Regions from separate parts of the Mus musculus genome. Here region 2 is linked to region 1. Evidence: chromatin contacts called from public HiChIP or PLAC-seq data. All regions are on one chromosome and are shown on one strand. Each heading gives the region's core, a stretch centred on a gene start, on an enhancer-like site or on the middle of the called end of the contact. The rest is flanking DNA. Distances are from core to core; before and after follow the strand shown.

Region 1 (6,342 bases), core at 1,751-4,250:
ACCTCTCTTCCCACCACCGTCATAAGAGGCAAGAACAAAAACGCATTCTTGGTGATTCCAGGAATCAGATCTAATTGGAAAGCCTGCCTATTGTGAACACAGTGGATCCAGTTTTAAATACACAACAGAGTGAGGTTTGACTTCTTCAAAGTAGTCAGGTAGCCCCACGACCCCCCTGTCTCTGTTTTGTCACTGGGGGTGTTTCTCCCCTCTTCTTTATCTCTCCAACCCATATCTTTCTTCAGTGGGAGGTAATACTTCAGATAATAATTAAGTCATGGGTGACTGCTCAAACCTGCAATTCCAGCTCTCAGGAGACAAGGCTCAGGGATTCCAAGTTCAAGGCCAGCCTAGGTTACCTGATGAGATCCTGCCCAAGAAGCGAAGAAGCAAACACATAAATACATTCCCTATATTAAGCAGGGAGGGGTGGGGCAGTGGGGTCGAAGAAAAGTGCTAGAGGTTGCTCCGAAAGATACTAGCTGAGTGAGGTTTCATGCATTCTGGGCTATTGGTCATTCAGGGCCTCAGACAGCCAAACTAACATCAGGAAAGGAGTTTTTCCTTTCACATTAGCACAACTACATTGAAAGGAGAACCAGTTTGGGCATTGCCTGGCAACTGTTGGTTTCAGTCTGTATCTGACTTTAGACTTGAACCCAGGACCTAAGCTGGTGTGCAGGATGGGCAATCCGAATGTCTGTGAGAGATCTTACTCACTGATAAACAGGAAAACCCTCCCAGGCATACAGGAAACTGTTGTTTTGTACGTCCAAGGACTTGAAAGGCAAGAGAAGCTTCTTGAAGTGAGTGTTTCAAGCTTGCCTGCCCAGAGTGGACAGAAAGCAGCTGGGTGATTCCGAGCTGAAGAGATGAGGACGGGGTAAGATGGACAGGGAGTTATTAAAGAAACTAAATGTGTACTAGACGTAGCCAGCAAAAAAAGGAGAATGGTCAGTGTTAAAAATAAGATCTGTACTGAGCAGGATACAAGAAGAAAGAGTTTGTCGAATCCAGAGAAAAAGTCTGAATGGAAAGGAGCCGGGGGAGAGTCAGAGACGTGGTGAAAACTTCAGGTGTCTGTGAACAGGGACTCATTTCAAGTGACACTTGGTGACATGGCTGAAGCAGCTTCAGAAAGAACTGTGTGTGTAGACCTGAACCCGCTCTCCGCCGTTCCCACGTGATGTCACCGTAAAGCCACCTCTAGATATGTTTTAGGAAAAAAAATAGATTATAAGAATAATATTAGAGTTCTTTGCCAAAATAAGTAACAAGGTGTTTGTTACCAAGCAACAAAGTTGCCTTCCATCTTTAGCAGTCTGTGTGGGAAGCTGGTGAGCTTCAACCCAGGTTTGAGAAGAAATGATGGGGACTAGGGTGATGAGCTGACTCCTTATACTTTCTACTGGCTGCATTTACTCAGGACAACACAGCAAACCTTTCATGTCACTCGGGGGTGGGGCTCAAAAGTTCCATTTTCATCCTTAAGTTCACAACTAGAGCATATGCTAAAAGAAATTTGAATTTAAGAACTAATTGTTACATACATACAGAGTGCATCTTCCAAAATCCTAGAGCTACCATGATATACCAAAAGTATATCAATGTGGATGGAAAATGCTTACTTGGCATAAAAAATTTAAAGATATATATCTGTGTGTACACACATAAACCTAAAGCTAGCTTTACACCTGCCTTTGCATGTTGCATATATTTCAGGTTCTCTGCTAACACCTATTTGTGTGTTAGCTACTTACTTTTCATGATAACTCTATGATAGTGACTTTATCCATACACCCGTTGTAAAGTCAAAGTGTAGTTAAATCCCCAAGTTACACAGCCAGTAGGAAAGCTGAGATTTGACCTTATAGTGCTCTCAAGCAGATATAGCATGCTAACAAGAGCTGGTAGATAATCATGTTATATCGTGTGACTCACTCACTCCTGTTCGGCCAGGGTGTGTCCCGGAGCCAAAGACAGATGACACCCCCACCCCCATCTCCCACCCCTACCCTCTTGCTTTGCAGTGACCTATGGTCTGCCAAGACAAAAGGAGCTCAACAAAATGGATGTTTCCTGTTTCAGGAAATAGACGCAAGAAAAACTAATGTATGAAGCAGACATGAGTGTCATTTTTCCTTCTATCAAAAGATCGCCAGGTCAGCAAGCTAGGAAAAAGTGATTGATTTTAAAGAGAGTTTATCCCCTCCGCATGTTGGAGCCTTGCTTTTGGTGTGTGTGTGTGTGTGTGTGTGTGCGCGTGTGTGTGTGTGTGTGCGAGCGCGTGTGTGTGTGTGTGTGTGTGTGTGTGTGTGTGTGTGTGTGTGTGTGTGTGTGAGAGAGAGAGAGAGAGAGAGAGAGAGAGAGGCCAGAGGACAAGGTCAGGTGACATTCTAGGAACTCCCTCTCCACTGAGACAGGCTCTCTCAGTGGCCAGGAAGTATGACGTTTAGGCTAGGCTGGTTGATCAGTGAGTACCGAAGCTCTGCCTCTCTCTGCCTCCCTAGGATTGGGATTACAGGTGTGAGCCACCGTGACCAGCATTTTTATGTGGGTTCTGAGGATCAAACCCATGTCTTTATCCTTAAATGGACAGCACTGTAGTGACTGAGCCTTCCACCCTCAGCCCAAACCTGTGCATTTTATGAGATTGATGAAAATATTAACTGTTAAATTAACCTCTATTTGACTTACGGTTCTCAATGTTATATATCACACATATAAGCCATATAAACTTGTTTCTATACAAATTATTATGTACTTATATGTAATATATATAAAATTGTATTTACATAAAAAGATCTGATAGTACAGCATGCATATAATGTCATAGGAAAAGCTTTGCTGGGATAATTATTCAAATATGCCTTTCTAATGGAACTACTTGATGGTTCCAGCAGGCTGTAACTTGCTACTGTAACTTGTAACAGCCTTCAAGTTAGGAGTTTTATGGACAGTTACATTGTAACTGTCACTTGTGGTCTAATCTTCCCCTTAAGGGAAGCTTGAGAAACACTGTCAGCTTTTTCGAGTAGAGGAAGTTTAAACATATTGGCGCAGAGTCTTCAAAATTGTTTAGCTTAAACTCCCATTCTTGTCAGACCACATCTTTCCAGGCCCTCTGCGGCTGGAGTCAGCTAGCTTTTGGCTCTCAGGAAGGAAAAGTTTCACCGAGTGCAACAAATGTTTACTCTTCTCTCCTTTGCCAGAGCTGGGGTCTGCTCAGCAGATCTGAGGCTTGGTTGCCGCCTGTCGTCAGTCTACAGGTTTTAGTTGTATAATTGCTTTTGGCCAATTCCAACTTAATTCTAAAACCTAGATAATACTTTTGGGTAAATAGTTTTGTTGTTTTTTGAGACAGGGTTTCTCTGGGTAGCCTTGGCTGTCCTGGAACTCACTCTGTAAACTAGGCTGACTTCAAACTCAGAGAGTTCCTCCTGCCCCTGACTCTGCCTCCTGAGTGCTGGGATTAAAGTTGTACACCACTAGCTATCATATTCATATATATATATGTATATATATATATATATACATATATAATTTACATTATATATTACATATTATAAGTATACTTATATATAATATATATTATATATACATATTTTTTACTGGGAAACCAATCTTTCCCCTCTCCCTTTCTGCCCCCACCCCCTTTTCGCAGTTCCCACCTGGCTCCTTCCTTTCCTCTCTTTCTTCTCCCATCCTATGCTTGCAGAGTCCACTCTGAGAGGCTGGTGTCTTTCACATACCTCACAAAGGATGGGTTGGTTTCACAACCAACTTTCCCGATGATGTAGTACCAGTGTCCCGCCTCACCTCTCAGGCAGCCCTGCTTGTCCATTTGCTCTGGTTTCTACTTAGATGATATCCTGCCCCTGGATTCAGTAGTTCTTTGAGGGTCCATCTTTTATCAACATCGGAAACCGTGCTTAGTTCACATGTGCAAGTGTTGTGAATTTTACATCCTATCACTTACAATTAGTACCTTTTTGAGTTCGCTCTCACATCTCATGTGTAATTTCCTAAGAGAAGAAAGGAGGGCTAGTTGATAGTGGTTGTAAACTCTTTTGACATGAGGGTAAAAGTATTTTGTTTATAGAGGACAGAAAAGGAGTTAATATTTAGCGACTGTGCTGAAGGCGGGACAGGACCTAAGGAATGTGGCCACCTGACCCTGGACCTCCCATCTGTGCATGTGCACCTGGATAATTACACAGGTTTTCGATTTGCTAGAAAGGTTGTATTTGTGACTTTAATTTACATTTTCGTTTTTAGTTCATAATCCTAGATTCCACATTTCTCTAAGAGGAAAGGCCCTGCTCAGACACGGAAAAAAAGTCAGCTTCAATGTGGCTGTTTGGAAGTTTGCAGAAATAGGTGGAGTGTATGTGGTGGGCTGGACACCAGCTACTGCGCTCTTGTGCACCTACTAATCCTGATTGCAGGTTGAGGCTTAGGAAAAGAAACTAGACCAGGGTCAAGCACAGCTGGTGGTCATTCAGTCCTCACAGTGGTCTCACTTCTGAGTGTGTGCGTCTCAGTACCACCCTCAACCTTCAAAGAGCCAGGCTGGAGGACCAGGACCTCTTGTCGGTCATCCTCGTGCATTAAGAAACAGCAGTGTCTAAACCATAGGCTTAATAAACACAGTTTTGAATTTCTCTACTTTGCTTAACACTTCTTTTATCTCAAAGTAATTTACAAATACCACAGGTCACGTGCTAGACAGATGGATGCTGTTTGTGTCAGACTCATGTACTTGGAGCATGAATTAAATCAAAGACCCACAGGAGATCACTGGTATACTCATTTCTTTTGAAATTTTATCTTAATTAACTTTTTATTATATAGGGTATGACAAGGCTAGTTCCATACATGTATTCAATGTGCATGGGACAAATTTCCCAGCATCCCCCACTACAGCCCCAGGTATTTGTTTTCATGAGACCCATCCAGTTCTTTCAAGGTTTCTTTGTGAGATTTTGCATGTTAGAGCAGTGACCCTATTTACTTAGCAAAGGTACTATTAGTTCATTATTAGTTCTGTAACTTGGATTTGAAGTCCTTCATAACCACCGCAGTCTTGAAGAGCATTTGTGCTTTATCTGACTGGCTAGGGAAAAAGTTCAGTCTTACCAAAAAGAACTGTTCTGAGCTCTTGGGTCAGGGTGTGAATGTTTTTCATGTGACTTTCAGTTGGGTCTTGCTCAGAGAACGTAGTGGTCAAAGTTGGGTTCACATCTTGGGCATAATTTGCAAAAGTGAAGTTTGTAGGTGCAGGGTGGTTCCGTGAAGACATGAAGATGAATGGACGTAATGTTTATCTTTGAAGTCCTGTTTCCAGAGGACACTGGGGCAAGGAACAAACGCTCTTCTGTTCTGAAGCATCCCAGTGTTTTCCCACGTTGGGTCCACGAGACTGAGTAGAGGGCTTTGAGATGCCATAGCTCCAGGATACATTGTTCCCTCCTTTTTAGGAATCGGGTATCCCCAGTACTGGGGTCAGGCTCCTCATCACGCCTCTGAGGTAGGAAGTGCACGGAGCCCAGGCTTACCCACAAAGCCAAGCCACAGCTGAGCATTTCCCACTGTGGAAAGTCCTTCCTGTGTTTGTCACCCATGGACTCAGCCCTTAGTGTCTGGGTCAGTTGAATGCCTATCCAGGGAAAGCCAGTGGTTTGGCAGAGAAAACTGGATCTAAGTGGGAATAAAATTTGTTGACCTCTGCCTCAGAGGGTCACATTTTTCATTTATATTTCACACGAGTCATCATAAATTACAGTGCTTATAGATAAAGAAGACTTCCTCCTTCCTCCCTCTCCAGACACCACATAATGGAAATTGCAAGTTTCTACAGAAAGGCCGATACTGCTGCCTCCTCCTCTTCTTCCTCCTCTTCCTCTTCCTCCTCCTCTTTCTCCCCCTCCTTTTTTTTTTTTTTTTTTTTTTTTTTTGTAAACTAAACAAAATGTCAGTCTCTGATGAGACTTGCTTCCTGCCAGAATTCCCACTGGTCTACTGTCACAGTTTCCACAAAGGGCCAAGATGAAGGAGGGAAACCCATTTTGAACCCTGTGCTCTTCTGTATTATGGGAAAGCTGCTTTCTGCCTCAGGATGGGGAGAACTGTTAAGTTCTAAACCTTAGTGATAGGCACGTAAGACCTACTGGATTCTAACTGCTGAAGGAGAATGTCGATTAAGGCAAGATTTGTTCTGCTGCTGCGATCAGACATATAAAACTTTGCAAAGTTTTGTTGTTCATTTCCTGTTTAAGAAAAAAAAAATCACCCTGTCCTATGAACTCCCAGAAGATGAGAAGATTTTCCTCAGAGAAAATT
Region 2 (6,342 bases), core at 1,989-4,488, 900 kb before region 1:
GAAGGTATACCAGAAGCCATTCCACAAAGAAGCTCACAGTAGCCCAGGAGGAAGGATCCTTGGTTGTCCATATCCAGTAACCAACCTAGTTGAAGACCCTATGATTGGCCCTATTTTAATTTGTCTGTTTCTCTACTTGTTTCCTCAAATCAATTCCAAAAATAAGGCATCTTCTCTCATCTGGGCTCTGCTTCTGGGAAGAACCCAGACTAAGCTAATTTAAATCAGCTTCACTCAGTTGCATTTTTCCTCTTAAATTCGGAGATGTTTGGAAACTATTTGCAAGTCTTATAAAGTACACACTAAATAAAGATGGCATGAAAAACAAGTAAACAGGAGTGTACCCCGCATGTTGTATATAAAGGCTCTATAAAGTAGGAATTGTTCTGTGAATTAGACTTTCCCCGTTCTTCGGTTGGGAGACAGACTCAGACAATTGCTTGGTTTTGTAAAAACACGTCTCCGTGATTCTACAGCTGTGCTTAGAGAGTAACTGAATAGTAATGTTTTGATCATTGCTCCACAGATGGTGAGGCCCCAGAAGACACATGTCTCTTCTGTAGAGGGGCAATGCAGGAAGTGTGGGTGTATCAGTGGGCTCTGAGTACTTTGGGATGCATCTGTGTGGGGACCTAAATGAGTGTTTCTAGTCTTTCTTTAAAATGTTTTTTTTTTTTTAAATTTATGTGTCTATGTGTGTGTGTCTGCACACACATGTACATGTGGAGGCCAGCAAGGGTGTCAGACCCCCCTGAGGCTGGAGTTATAGATGGTTGTAGGGTACTCTACTTCGATGGATGCTAGAAACCAAACTTGGGTTTTCTCAAAGAGCAGATAGTGCTTTAAACCAAGGAACTCTCTATCTCTGTATTCCCATATTTATTTATTTTTTACAAGGTGTCAATACCAATGTAATAACCTCAAATATCATAGTCCTTGGGTCACAAATAGGAAAAAAAGCTTTTGGAAACAAAAAGTATTGGGTAACCAGTTTGGCACTGGAGATGGAGATCACATTTTTTTTTTTTTTTTTTTTTTTTTTTTACATCCCGTGCCCCTGGAAAGGTATTCAGTCATTCACCTGCTGGTTTCTGATAGAGGCAGAGCCTGAGTTCAGGCCTTTGAGTCCCTTCTCAGGGTCTTTCCAGATACTACACTGCCTTACCAGAACGGCCTTTCTGCTGAACTGGAGTCAGTGAGCTTTTCTCATGTGAAGGCCCAGGCAGTGAGCAATCCGGGCTGGGCAGACATGGGAGCTCTGGTGCAGCTCCTCACCTCTGCCATGGAGGGGAGTTGGTGTACAGGGGACTAATGTGAACGAGCGGGGATATGCTTCTGAAAAGACGCGGTCATAAACACAGGAGAGGGCCTGGCTTTGGCCAGTGGGTCACCCTTTGTTGGTCCAAGTTTCATAGTAACATACAGCAAGTTCTGCTTGGTGATCATCAACGAGGCCTTTGAATCTTAGAGAATTAAAGTCCCCATCCAGCCTGATGCTGAGAGCTACTATGACATGGTGGTCCCCGCAGGACCGGGCTTCCTTCCAGGTCTGCCTATGCACAGACTCTGAGCCAGCATCCAGGAGAGTGGGCAGGCCCTCTCTAGTTTCCAGAAGGAATCGACAATTCTCTTCCTGTGCAGATAAAGGAACAATTATACCACTGGGGACTTACTGGAAAGTGAAGCGGGCTCACCAGGAAGCAGCAGGAATTTGCTTCTCAGTCATTTTCTCCACAGTCTGGCCCCGAGTCTGCCAGACTGAGAAAGGTCAGCTGGGATCACTGGCAGACTTGGAAAACTTCCAGAACCTTCACTTGTGGGATGACACATGGGGGTTTGTCAATTTCCGTGGCCCACTTGGGACTTCCTGTGGCCCATCCAGTTACCTCATCCTCTCCAGGTTCAAACACATAAGAGTTTTATCCTCAGCCGCTCTGTCAGGGCGACACTGTTGTGACACTGTCTACAAATGCGACTTTCGAGTCCTTGACCCCTATGCCTTCTTTGCGGATTTCTTGTTGACGTTTGAGAAAGTCAGAAGCCATTGTCTTTCACAGAGGTCAAATCTAGGAGCTGAGGCGAAACCCGATGTCTATGCCAACGGGGCTGGATGTTTATCCTTGAGCTTATGTGCACGCATGCATGCACAAAGTTATGTGTGAATCTCAGCTCGCCCTTTAAATTAGGTCACCTTTTCCAAGGCCTCCACTCAGGGAAGGTCCTTGAGCAGCCTTGGTGCTCTTAAGTAGCCCAGGGACCGGGTCCTTTCTTGTTAATGTCACCCCCAGGTATCCTCTCCTCTTTTGTTTCTACCATGCAAATTTACCTCCCGGCCTGTTTCAAATTTCTGAGAGTCAACGACTTACAAAGGTGGATGGAGCCTTCAGTGGATTTAGTTATCTAAATCTTAAAAACTCTATTCCATGATTACCTACCTCAAAGCTTGACAGTCCACACCTGTCATTGGACCGGAGTTTCTTCGAGTGTAATGAAGCCTTCAGAATTGAAGTGGTTTTGGGAGACATGGGGGGAAGAGTTCTATTATTTTTACAGAGTGGCACTCTTCTCCCTGGAGATAAGAAGGCTGGGTCTGGTGTGAGGCTGGAAAAAAAAAGCAAAACAAAAAACAAAAAAACAAAAAACAAAACAAAACAAAACAAAAAAAAGAGAAGGGAAGGAAAGAATATTTGATTATTTCTTCATAAACCACCAATTCCTTTAGCACCTGGCTGTGGCTCCTGCTGCCGTGTGGAGAATATCAATGGCTTTAATATTCCCATCGTTGTGCCTTGGAATCAGTTGCCTGTCCTGCTGAGCTCTCTGAATTTCAGACCAGCGCCAGCCCTGAAAACCACGGCAGATGTAAGGGAAGTTTAGCCAGAATGCTCTCAGTTAAAGCCCGCCTCAACATTTCTCCTGTGCCCATGGGGTTTTAGCACACCCCTCTCCGCAGTCCCTTGATTGAGGGGCATATCCCTAAGTGTGCAGGTACTACATTAGGACATTTTCATAAAAATTTTTAATGGTCTATTTTGTTTGAATTGGGTCATTATTCTCAGTAGCATCACTGGCAAAGAACAACTCTTGAATATTAACTAGAAGGAAAGAGAAAACAATAACAAAGGCGAAACAAAAATCTCCAACAAGCCGAGTCCGGGAAAGGAAGCTGAGGTTAGGCTGGGTGTATAAATTTCATATGGCTCATGACCACAAGGTGGCGCTATGAAAACACCTCATTTCCAAACCCCGAAAAAGATACAAATAAGGAAAACACAATGAAAGAGCCTTTCGTGCAGAAAATAGTCTGTGTCAAGAGCGAGCCAGCAAAACGCATGCACCAGCAACGCCTGTGTAGTCTGCTGTATGCATGTGGATCCCGCCTGTAACCATTTTAAGGAGCAATGTTATAGGGAGTGGAAATTGGTATTTTTGCGGGGGAGGGTAGACATTTTATAATTGATACTTTTATAATTCAAACAGGAGCTTCAACATGTGTTAAATTTTTTACATTGATTATTAAATGCATTTCATCTCCCTGGCATCTTTGAAAGTGTGACATTTTAGACATCAGAATGATAGGCTAGGCTTTCTACCCCTCAACCCACTTCTATTCTACGTTGAGAGCTTGCACAGTGGGGGACATTTATTTAAAAACAATTAGTGCCCCATTAAGGGAAACATGAAGCCTGCGGGTCACAGATGTTCTCGGCTGCTTTGGGAAATTGTCATGTAGGAAGTTGGTAAATTAATACTCTGTGGAAAATAGTTCTGTCCTTTAGACATGTCGTCTGTTATGTGACTCCCTGATGTCAGTGCCACGTTATTTCCAGTGACTAGAGTCGTGGCAGAGTGTTCTGTATGTGCATAAGGCGTCCATTTGCCGACAGTGAGATGAAAAGCTGGTATTTCACAAGTTTGTACACGGAAGATGGGATGTTGCTATAATGGCTCGGACAATCTGGTTCCTGAAGGCAGGAGTGGAAAGTCGTCCAGGGGAACAAGCAGAGAAGCCCAGGGATTCGCATTGCTGAACTCAGAGCAGCCCTCTAGATCAGGAGATATGAGAGCATTTCCATTCCTACCATGAGGTCCCAAGAACTAACTCCCCTACGAGTGCCACACTACACGGCAGGAAATGGCATGGGGCCTTGTAGTTATTCTCTAGGGAAAAATTCAGGGATGTTAGAGGGAAATGTCTACACATCACAATTTGAATTTAGATAAAAATCTAATAAAACATTATGAATTACTTTAACAAAGAAAAGGAAAGAGACAATATAGAGAGCAGTGTGTGTATGTGTGTGTGTGTGTGTGTGGCTGGAAGTATTTTGTTGTTATTATGTGACAGAATCTCACTCTGTTGCCCCATCTGGTCTTGAGTTCATGGGTCCTTAAGATTCAGCAAACAAAGTCTCCGGGACTCCAGCCCAGCACTGCTGTATCTGACTGTGAGCTGGGTTTGAACCCGGGGCCTCCAGTGTGCCAAGCCTATACTTTACCATTGAGTTATACCCTGAGGGTGTGTGTATTTCTTTTCTCCTTCTTTTATATAATCTCATCACTTTGTCAGTCAAGCTGTCATATTTTCCCATCATCCACAGAGCAGGTGGCCAGGGGAAGGTCCCTGGTTTTCCCTCTAGCTGGGGAAAACCATACAGGTCGCTGATGAAAATTATGGCTGGGTTGATTCTTGGCTGACTCAATTACAGAGGCATTGCTCCAGCTGTAAATACAACTCATGATATAAAAATTATCCAGTCCCTACTTGGGGAAAAAAAGATGCTAATTAAAATATGAACCTCTAAGGAATGTTCCTTATTTAGATAACCAGTGTGTTAACTAAATTTGAGCCTGCAGCAATATAAACAGCTATTTCTGCTACTACTGCTATGAATTGTTTTGAAGTAGTCAACAGAACTGTATATTATTATTATACGAATCATATGTCTATTAGCTTGTAGAAAAGGTATATGGAAGGAAAGGTGTGTGTGTGTGTGTGTGTGTGTGTGTGTGAGAGAGAGAGAGAGAGAGAGAGAGAGAGAGAGAGAGAGAGAGAGGGAGAGAGAGAGAGAGAGAACTGTAAAGAAAGTAAAGTTTGCAATATACCCTGTCATACATTGGGCCAAGATAGCAGCTATTTCTGATACATATACACATTGTTCTTTTTATATGCCAATTCTCACAGTACATTGGGGATCCAAGCAACTTGTTTGGACAATTCATCACATTATCTTTAAAAAAATTCAGATAATTTGATGGTGTTTTAAAAAAATTAAGATACCATATATCCTATGGTAATTAGAATTAAAAATTATAGGATAGTTGAGAAGGGGAAGTATCCTAGATTCTGGAGCAAACCATCACAAAAGAACCAAATTCCTAACTTGATTTGAAAAAAATGCAAATAATCTGGTTCCCTCACGAGGAATTTTGAATCACTTGGAGGTTGGTTAATATAGAATTAGTGAAGTCAGGCATGATCCCAACTCTCATGAGGCTGAAACAGGAAGATTGCTGTGAGTTCAGGGCCAGCTTGGGCTATAGAGTAGGGCCTAGTCTTAAAGACAAGCAGCAAAATCCTGAAAATTCAAACCCTCAAAAAAGCCCCAAAAGTAGGAAGGCAACCAAGAACATTTAAAGAATTAATTATACTCATGGTTCTATGTAGCCCAGGTTGGCCCCAAACTTCTGGTCCTACTGCCTCAGAGTCCTTGGTGCTTGTATTACAGATGTGCACTACCACGTTCAATTTTGACACAATCAGGAGACCTGGGTTTACGTTGAAGCTTCCAGCTGTGTTCGATCAATGGTTCTTGACCACTGATAGCCCGGGCATTTATTTCTTTGTTCTGATGTTTGTTAATTCTGCCTTTTAAAGGGGCCATGAATACTGAATGTGGAGAACTCACTTAGAGGACTTGGATCTATAGTGAGCCTCAAGGCTCCTCCTCTGCTTTAGAAACACAAGGGTGTTCTTTACAGCCTGGCCTATTTGTGGTGTTTGCGTTATCTTTGATGTGCTAGCGGCTTGTTCCGAAGATGCCACTGACTTTGGCTTCTTTGGCTAATGATTTGATGCAGTTGAGACTTGGGGGTGGCTTGCTTGGGTGCTCAGCTCCAGGAGACCATGGGAGGCATAGACAGGTACCTGCTTGATTCTCTGAAGCCACAGACATTCCTCAGTGGTATATACAGCATGCTACAAATACATACAACATATTTTCTATGCCAGGCCCACATCCGGCTGTCAGGCCTTGAACCCCACAGGCTTGCCTTGAGAGGTGGGGGGCTACAAGAGAGGCCTTTGTTGATTTGGGCGCAGACTCCAACAATCTATTTTCG

What was found. HiChIP or PLAC-seq counts read pairs in DNA pulled down with a chosen protein or histone mark.
Region 2: an H3K27ac HiChIP or PLAC-seq map of microglia shows a contact between it and region 1, with 15 times the contacts expected there. The contact joins two enhancer-like sites. A contact is called at or near these places in 1 of 39 promoter capture datasets (hippocampal neurons), 3 of 15 datasets of contacts at CTCF or cohesin (hippocampal excitatory neurons, large pre-B cells and pro-B cells), 122 of 484 Hi-C or Micro-C datasets (the 63-12 cell line, B cells, the C2C12 cell line and 77 more) and 31 of 115 datasets of contacts at active chromatin or transcription factors (the HPC-7 cell line, PVALB interneurons, VIP interneurons and 21 more).

What each region holds. Positions count from the first base shown.
Region 1 is chr13:101,739,534-101,745,875 of GRCm38.p6, reverse strand. The region is part of intron 2 of Pik3r1 (phosphoinositide-3-kinase regulatory subunit 1); the gene reads left to right. Among named protein-coding and RNA genes, the nearest start is that of Pik3r1, 26 kb to the left of the region's middle. Within about 2 kb of position 3,000, at least 46 of the 459 cell types and tissues checked have an H3K27ac peak or open chromatin away from gene starts, as enhancers often do. A contact at or near this core is called in DN2 thymocytes, the HPC-7 cell line, long-term hematopoietic stem cells and 1 more, where this site is marked.
Region 2 is chr13:102,641,922-102,648,263 of GRCm38.p6, reverse strand. No RefSeq gene overlaps it. Among named protein-coding and RNA genes, the nearest start is that of Gm41046, 21 kb to the left of the region's middle. Within about 2 kb of position 3,238, at least 71 of the 459 cell types and tissues checked have an H3K27ac peak or open chromatin away from gene starts, as enhancers often do. A contact at or near this core is called in DN2 thymocytes, the HPC-7 cell line, long-term hematopoietic stem cells and 1 more, where this site is marked.